2 separate regions of the Mus musculus genome follow, and region 2 is linked to region 1. A link is a contact called in public HiChIP or PLAC-seq data. All regions are on one chromosome and are shown on one strand. The core of a region is the stretch at or near the end of the contact, and the rest is flanking DNA. Distances in the headings are between cores, read along the strand shown.

Region 1 (4,418 bases), core at 1,404-3,903:
ACCAAGTAGATTGAACCTATCAAGGTCTCGTTTATTAGGCTGAGGTGCCTTCTTTTTAAAGCATACATCGCGGGGAATATGGGAGGGGTCTAGGGAGAATTATACAAAGAACAAAGAAGTGGGCATCTGCTGACATGGGGGCCGAAGTCAGGCGCCAGGCAGCGGGCACTCTGGATCTTATCTCTGGAACATCGATCCTCCTTGACAGCCTTGGGGGTCAGGCTGGGCTCAGGCGTAACTCATGTCCTTGGATGTCATGGGAACTCAGGAAGAAATAGGGAAGAGCTTTTACAGCCTCAGGTGCCAGGAAAGGAATAGGGAGGAAAGGGGGGTGACAACCAGCTCTCAGTACAAGGCCATTTGGCCTGCCAGGGAGATTGTGAAGGGCTCACTTTCTTACGGGATGGTCTCTGACACTCCTGGGCATATATCCAGAAGATGTTCCAACTGGTAAGAAGGACACATGCTCCACTATGTTCATAGCAGCCTTATTTATAATAGCCAGAAGCTGGAAATAACCCAGATGCCCCTCAACAGAGGAATGGATACAGAAAATGTGGTACATTTACACAATGGAGTACTACTCAGCTATTAAAAAGAATGAATTTATGAAATTCCTAGCCAAATGGATGGACCTGAAGGGCATCATCCTGAGTGAGGTAACTCAATTACAAAAGAACTCACATGATATGTACTCACTGATAAGTGGATATTAGCCCAGAAACTTAGAATACTCAAGATATAAGATACAATTTGTGAAACACATGAAGCTCGGGAAGAACGAAGACCAAGGTGTAGATACTTTGCCCCTTCTTGCAATTGGGAGCAAGGCACCCATGGAAGGAGCTACAGAGACAGAGTTTGGAGCTGAGACGAAAAGATGGACCATCTAGAGATTGCCATACCGGGGATCCATCCCATAATCAGCCTCCAAACGCTGACACCATTGAATACACTAGCAAGATTTTGCTGAAAGGACCCAGATGTAGCTGTCTCTTGTGAGACTATGCCCGGGCCTAGCAAACACAGAAGTGGATGCTCACAGTCAGCTATTGGATGGATCACAGGGCCCCCAATGGAGGAGCTGGAGGAAGTACCCAGGGAGCTGGGGGGATCTGCAACCCTATAGGTGGAACAACAATATGAACTAACCAGTACACCCCCCCCCCCCAGCTCGTGTCTCTAGCTGCATATATATCAGAAGATGGCCTAGTCGGCCATCAGTGGAAAGAGAGACCCATTGGTTGTGCAGACCTTATATGTCTCAGTACAAGGGAACGCCAGGGCCAAGAGGTGGGAGTGGGTGGGTGGGGGAGTGGGTGTGGGGGAGTGGGTGTGGGGGACTTTGGGGATAGCATTGGAAATGTAAATGAAATAAATACCTAATAATAAAAAAATAATAGTTTTACTTAAATGAATGCAAATTATAGTCAAGGGAAAACAATATGATTTGAAAAGCGCAAATCATTAAAATAATAAAATAATAATAATTATTAATAATAACCATAATAAAGTGTCGCCTTTTTTAGATTCCTTAATTTTAAAATGTTTTTAAATATCTCCACTTCCGTTTACTACTTTCTGGTGACTCATAGAAAGGGCCCTTCACAAACTCCCCAGCACGAACAGTAAAGGCAAGAAGATGTTGGTTGGCGTTTAGTGTCTGAAGGGCATTCTGTTCACTCCCTGTGCCCTGTTTCCAAAGGATATTCTGGACCACTGAAGGAAATTCCTCCTGAAAGGTTTAACACGACGGCCGTTCCTAAGTACTACCGGTCTCCATGGGAGCAGGCGATTGGCAGCGATCCGGAGCTCCTGGAGGCTTTGTACCCAAAACTTTTCAAGCCTGAAGGAAAAGCAGAACTGCGGGATTACAGGAGCTTTAACAGGTAACTCATTTATCCAGGGTGAGTCGGAGGATATGTGAACAAGACTTTCACACTACCGTACCGGGAATCAAACTGTCCGAGAAAACCATCTTTCATTCTGAGAAAAGAATCTAAGAAGAAACCTGGGCCTCTGCTAAGTCTGAGTGGACACTCAGTTTTGCATTGTTACTAATACTCTCCAAGTTTAAACTAGTCAATTTGCTGGGGTCTGTACGAAGAACTTCATAAAAGTGATGCATTTTTAAAATGTTATCATTTATCTATATATTTCTATTTCTCCATTTTATTTGTGCGGTGGGAGGACAGTTCACGTGCCGTGGCGCTCTGTTAGAGGTCAGAGGAAAACCTGCAGAGGTCTGTTCTCTACCAAGCTTCTACCAAGCAAGTCCCAGGGATCGAACGCAGGCCATCGGGCACGACAGTGAGGGCCATTACTCATGAGTCATATTGCTGGCACAAGAGTCATTTTTTAAAAAGGTGATTTAAAAAGCTATGAAGTTAGTCAATTATCCTGATGACCAAAATCTTTTAAAAAAAAAAAGTTAGAATCTAACCCCATTATTTGATGCTACTTTCCAGGGGGAGGTGTTCACTGGTAAGATATAAAGATAAAGGGTAGATAAGCTAAGCAAAACTGAGCAGTTTGCAGCCTGGGAAGAGCAGGAACAGACTGAGATATTCCATGTAGAAGCCCTGGCGGCTACTCCAGGCTGACAACTAGAAATTGCAAGCATATCCGTTAGGAGTAAAGGCAAACAAGAGACCAGCCTTCAACAACCTCAATGTGGCTTCTGTCAGCAGTGTCAAGCTGAACAAACACCATGTCCTCTTAGTCACAAAAAGTGACCACAAATATCAGTCTTTTTGCGTGGCCCAATTTTAGATTCGAATCATCTCTACCATAGTTTCGTTTCTGTCAATTTTTAATTATGGCAAGATACATAGTATAAACTTGACAACTTTAAGCATTTTTTTAAAAGATGTGTTTCTTGGGCCGTGCATGGTGGCACATGTCTTTAATCCCAGCACTTAGAAGGCAGAGGCAGGTGGATCTCTGGGAGTTCCAAGACAGCTGGGGCCCCTGTCTCAAAACAAAAACAAACACCACCACACACACACACACAAAAGAAACCCAAGACACACTTCTTTTACTTTATATGGTTGAGTGTTTTGCCTGGATGTGTGTGTGCACTGTGTGTGTACATGGTGCCCTTGGAGGGCAGGAGAGGGCATACAGCCCCCTGGACCTGGAGTTGTTACAAATGGTTGTGTGCCACCATGTAAACGCTGGAAACCTAGTCACCTGCAAGAGCAGAGCATCCTCTTAACTTCTAAGCCATCTTTCCCACCCCTTGCTTTGAATCATGCTAAGGTCTAAGTGGTGAGCAGCATTTCCTACACTCACGATGCATGTAACCATCACCACCATCTCCAAGGCATTTTCTTGTAAGACCAGAAGTCCTGCCTGCATCTGTTCTGGATGGTGAGTCTTATGGTCCTCCTCCCTAGTCAACCTGCTTTCCACTTCATGATTTTTACTGCTCTATATTTCCTGTAGGTAAAATCATATAGTATTTGTCTTTTGTTTTGTTTTGTTTTCATTTTTTATTGGATATTTTCTTTATTTACATTTCACATGTTTCCCCCTATCCAGGTCTCCCCTTCGAAAACCCCCTATCCCATCCCCTAACCCCCTCCTCTATGAGGGTGCTCCCCCACCCACCCACTTCTGTCTCCCCTCCCTGACATTCCCTTGTATTTGTCTTTTTAGACTTATTTAGTGCCATGTCCTCTAGTTTAAATTTTACTTGGTGTTTATACTACAATAAAATTCAAAATATCGACTCCTTCCAGGGACAAGAGGGTTTAAGATTTGGCAGGAATGCATATAGTGCTCCACAGTAGTTCCTAATATGTACCGCTATTCCGTGACGGTTTGTTCTATATGTTACGGAAATTGATTAAGTTTTCCTGTTGTGTATCATATTGAGAAACAGAGAAGCTTTCAGCTTAACAAATGAACTTAGTGACATTAGACATGGCTGAAGAGAGAACTGTGATATGACACAGGACAATGTTCCCGCTGAAATACAGAGGAAAAGGAAACCAGAGAGCAAGGAAAGCAGAGGACGCTTGCGCAGCCATGACGGTCCATGGGAGCAGGAACCCGGGGAAGGAGTTAGAAGCAACACAAAAGGGCTAATGGCCAAGACCTTTCCACACTTGACAGAAGCCTCAAACACACCGCGCAAGTCAAGGAGAGTGAACAAGACAGGAAAGAGGTTTGAAGTCCTGGGATTAACGTTTCTCTTCAAAGAAACAAAAGCAAGTTAATTTCCTAACTAAAGTGATGGAAATCACGATCGAGCAACTAACATCATGATGTAACTATCAATGTATGATCCTATATCCATTAAAAGTATTCTTTCAAGATCAAAGTTACATTTAAGAGTTACATACACATTTTCTGACACAGACATTTATCGACCCCTTTTAGACAATAAGCAAGAATAATAAACAAAGTTGTTA
Region 2 (4,069 bases), core at 822-3,321, 330 kb before region 1:
TCAGAAGGAACCCTCAGCCCCACTGCAGACGCTGGAGGACAGGCTGACAAGGGCTGACTTTCCCCTGTCTTGCTTCTTTCCTCATTGTGCTTTTGATCAAATGGGTAAAGTTTAAAAGGTTCTTATAACCTGTGGCAAAAGCAGGGAGCACACATCTCCATCTGGGACCTGGGCAATGCTCTCAGAAGTCAGATTCCCCATGGACTAGATATGCACCTGTGTAACTACACACACGTACACACACGTATGTCCTGAGCTGCGTGACTTCACACGAGCAGCTGCATGCCGTGCTGCTCTAAGCTACATCTTGCAGAGACCATGCTGTGCTGCTCCTGGGCTTTCTCTGTCTCCATTATTAAAGTCTCGCTTGTCAAGAGCCGACATAACTTCTTCCTCCTCTGTGAAAGCTCCTGAGGCCGCCAGCTAGAAGTAATTTCAGTTTCCAAATCCCTGTACAGCACTTTTCCTGGACTCTGAGTGTGCAGTGCCGTCGGACGGTAATGGAAGGGAAAGCCCTAGAGTTATCCCCCTGCCCCGAGCCCTGGGCCACTCCAGAGTCTGCTGCAATGGAGAAACGGGAGTTTTGTTGAAGATGATTTACACGCTGGTAAAACATGCTGGACTTTGGGATGGCGAATCACAGCCTGTAATGGTTAGTCCTGGTTGTTACCTTGAGTGGCCTGGGGATCAACCCAGGGACAGATTTTTCAGGCATGTCTGTGACAGAGTCTCTAGATTAGCTCAAAGGCTCATCCTGAATGTGGGGAGTAATATTCCTTGGGAAGAGTGGGGGTGTCCTAGACTGGATAAAAAAAAAAAAGACAAAGCTTGGCTGGAGAGATGGCTCAGTGGTTAGAGCATGTAGCAGTCTTGCAGAGGACCTGAGTTCAGTTCCCAGCACCCACGTCAAGCACAATTTCCTGTAAGTCCAGCTACAGGGAAATCTGAAGTTCTTTTCTATAGAAGCCTTTGGGAACATGTGCACATACTCATAATTAAAAACAATTCCTGAGGGAGGGGGAGAGGGAGAGGAGGGAAGGGGGGAGGGGGAGGGGGAGAGGCTCCAGAGTGCTGTATAGCGGTATTCATTCTTGCTACTTCTAGACTGCAGATGCGATGTAACCAACTTCCCTCCTCTGCCATGGAGTTGTATATCCTTAAGCTGCGAGCCAAAATAAAGGCCTTCTCTCTGCTGCTTTTGGAATAGAAGTCCAAAGCAAGCCATGATGGTGCAACTCAGGTTTAAAATCAGCCTGGCTAGAAATACTGACGTGTGCAATAAACAAATGCTACAAGGCACGAGTTTATCTGACCAACAGTTCACCAGGACATCATTCGTTCACCTTTGTCTCCCAGCAACCTCTCATCACACAAGGAAAAACGTCTGATAAATCATGAGTGACTGATTCTCTTTTCATAGTTAAAATGGAATCGAATAAAGCAACACACACACACACACACACACACACACACACACACACACACACACGCATGCACATACACACACTCCTCCAGACTGACACCGCTCACTCTCACTGGATTTGGGCACATTCTGGATGGGAGGAGCAGGCTGGGATCCACAGAGATCACTGAAGATCTAAATTAACCTTTTTACAAAGCATCTAATCAGAACATCTCACATCCGTTATCACTCATCTCCACAGACTCGAGGCTTTTTATTTTGAGGAACAAACACAAAACTGTCAAAAAAACAAAAAAAAAAAAAAAAAACTTTCCTTCAATGTTATAACTGCCCTAAAATTTCCTCAACCCTGTAACATATAAATTATACCACATGAAGAGACTCTGCCTTACCACATTAGTTCTGTATAATTTTGAGAGTCACATGACTAATTTTGTTTAATTTTTTAGGGTATATAAAGGATTCTACATGGGGACAGGAAGGGCTCTCTGTCTGTGGGGACGGGAAGGGCTCTGTAATTCATGAAGATGTCGGGGATTCACGGGCCTTACTTACTCTCCTGCTTCTCAGCCGCCCTCTCTCACTGCAGCCAGCCTGTGTGATGGCGTAAATCTGGCTGGGTGATACTGCAAACGTTAGATAAGCCACAAAATTCCAAACTCATGAATCTTTAACCTTTCTAAACAGTTGCTTTCTTTCGTACTGACTGTGTACTTTTATGAGCGTATGAAGGCCAGCAGACAGCGCAGGATGTCACCCTCAGGACTTTATCCACATCCTTTGAGGCAAAGCCTCTCTTCGGCCATAATCTCGACAATTATGCTAGATTGGCTGCCAGTCAAGGGGTGTGGCATTCTTACTAACTGAGCTCAGGCTCTCGCACTTGAAATGAAAGAAAGGAAAGGGAAATGAAGGCAAGTGCTTACCAGCTGAGCCATCCTGCCAGCCCCATCTCTAATATTCTAATTTATCAACATTGAAAACAGACAAAAAGTCAAAATAACCCAATACTTTGATATGAATAACCAGTGAGTGATTTTAAAGATTTTCCTCCTCGTTCCAAAAGAGTCAGGAAATCTAGAAACTTTACAAGGCCAGATACAATTCAAACAGGAGGGAAAGGACCTTCTCTTTTTCGAAGACTCAGAACATTTTAGAACACCAAGCACACGCAGACTGTTGTCTGACATGTTAAAAATAAAATATTGCTTGCTTTAGTACAAAAGGAGAAATCGAATTGACAGGGCACAGAGACCAAGACAAATTTCAGACAGAAAGCCACCAGGGATCTTTTTAAAAATGAAGCCACTTAGCTAGAAATGGTATAGTTCTGAGAGATCTGAACAGAGTTGAGAGCAACTAGCTGTAGCCTTCAACTTGTCTCTCTAGTCTTCTGCCAAAGTCGCACATAGGAGCTTCAGGGGGTTTGGTTATAGAGAGAACGTGGAATGTGCGCTTTCAGATCTCAGACCACCATGCTGCAAACTTCACACCACTGCCCTGGTAACCAGGGCTTGGGGAGTGTCTGTTGGTGAAGGCAGGCTAGGCTTAGTGAGGGACTATAAAAGGAGAGTCCGCTTTCAGAAACTGGTGTGGTGGCTCAGTTTCTTACAAACTAAATGCAAAACTCAGATTTGAACTTAAAGCAGCCCATGGGAGAGTCCCACGAAGAAGCACATACTATCTAACAGGAAAATCCATCCTTCTCGAGTCACTCTGAAAACATGAGACACAGCAGTTCTGAGGCATGGGGGCCTCTGCTCACCACCTGCAGCTGGTCCCAGCTCGCTTTTCACCTCAGGCCAGTCTGAAGTCACCTCAGTGTTTTTCAAACATCCTCCCCGTGTTACAAACCATCTCAACAATATTATGAGTTCATCTTAACAGACACAAACAAAACCACTCCGGGGTGGTCCAGAGCCCACATGTCCAAGTTTCTCATAGACAAAGCATCAATTCTGGTGGAAAGACTACAGAGGGGTAGGCATTCAGAGGCCAAGAAGCGCCATGGGTAAAGAATGCCTCCTTACCTAAACACCCCTGTCCAGACCAGATGTTGCTCCCCATGGCTCAGCACCATGGGGAGAAGGTGTGGGGTGCACAGCAGGTCCTGGCCTCCCCATCCTCTCTTCAGGGCCTACTCCCCTGTCTCTATGCTAGGTGTTAGCTCCAGCCCCAAACAGCTAGCTTGTACACAGAGACAACAAAAACCTAGCCATGATATCAGTTTTAGTAGGAGAGACCATAGAGAAAAATGAAAGGATGCTATTAGCTACTTCCTGTAATTTTTCAAACCTCTCTTTTATTTATATTTTTTAAAAAAATGTGCAACCCCTCACTCACCTTTCGAAGCAAATCTGTTTTCTTTTTTTCTGTCAAATGTAATGTCAGCTATGCACGCATACAATTAGATTTTTACGGTTAAAATTGCTATCAGTTTTATTTCCCCTTTCCATCCTGAAGCAGGCTACAGGCCAGCCAGCTTTTTAAAAGCAGCTCAGCAGTGAAGGGACCACAGCAGGGTGTGGCCGCCTGCTCAGCTACAGGTGAATGGGGAACCTCTGAAATGACAGAGACAGGGGCTTCCTTCACACTGCTAAGCCAGGACACACAAGCAGCAGTGTGGAGCTTGGTCGCATCACAAGA

Evidence for each region. HiChIP or PLAC-seq counts read pairs in DNA pulled down with a chosen protein or histone mark.
Region 2: a contact with region 1 is called in an HNF4G HiChIP or PLAC-seq map of pancreatic cancer cells. The contact joins two enhancer-like sites. A contact is called at or near these places in 1 of 484 Hi-C or Micro-C datasets (cardiomyocytes), 1 of 115 datasets of contacts at active chromatin or transcription factors (pancreatic cancer cells) and 1 of 9 other capture datasets (adipose tissue).

Annotation. Positions count from the first base shown.
Region 1 is chr3:123,011,071-123,015,488 of GRCm38.p6, reverse strand. It overlaps Myoz2 (myozenin 2), which reads left to right. Exons shown (of 6, transcript NM_021503.2): 5 at 1,706-1,889. Among named protein-coding and RNA genes, the nearest start is that of Myoz2, 22 kb to the left of the region's middle. Within about 2 kb of position 2,653, at least 3 of the 459 cell types and tissues checked have an H3K27ac peak or open chromatin away from gene starts, as enhancers often do. A contact at or near this core is called in pancreatic cancer cells, where this site is marked.
Region 2 is chr3:123,337,048-123,341,116 of GRCm38.p6, reverse strand. All of the region lies in intron 11 of Sec24d (Sec24 related gene family, member D (S. cerevisiae)), which reads right to left. Among named protein-coding and RNA genes, the nearest start is that of Mettl14, 47 kb to the left of the region's middle. Within about 2 kb of position 2,071, at least 31 of the 459 cell types and tissues checked have an H3K27ac peak or open chromatin away from gene starts, as enhancers often do. A contact at or near this core is called in pancreatic cancer cells, where this site is marked.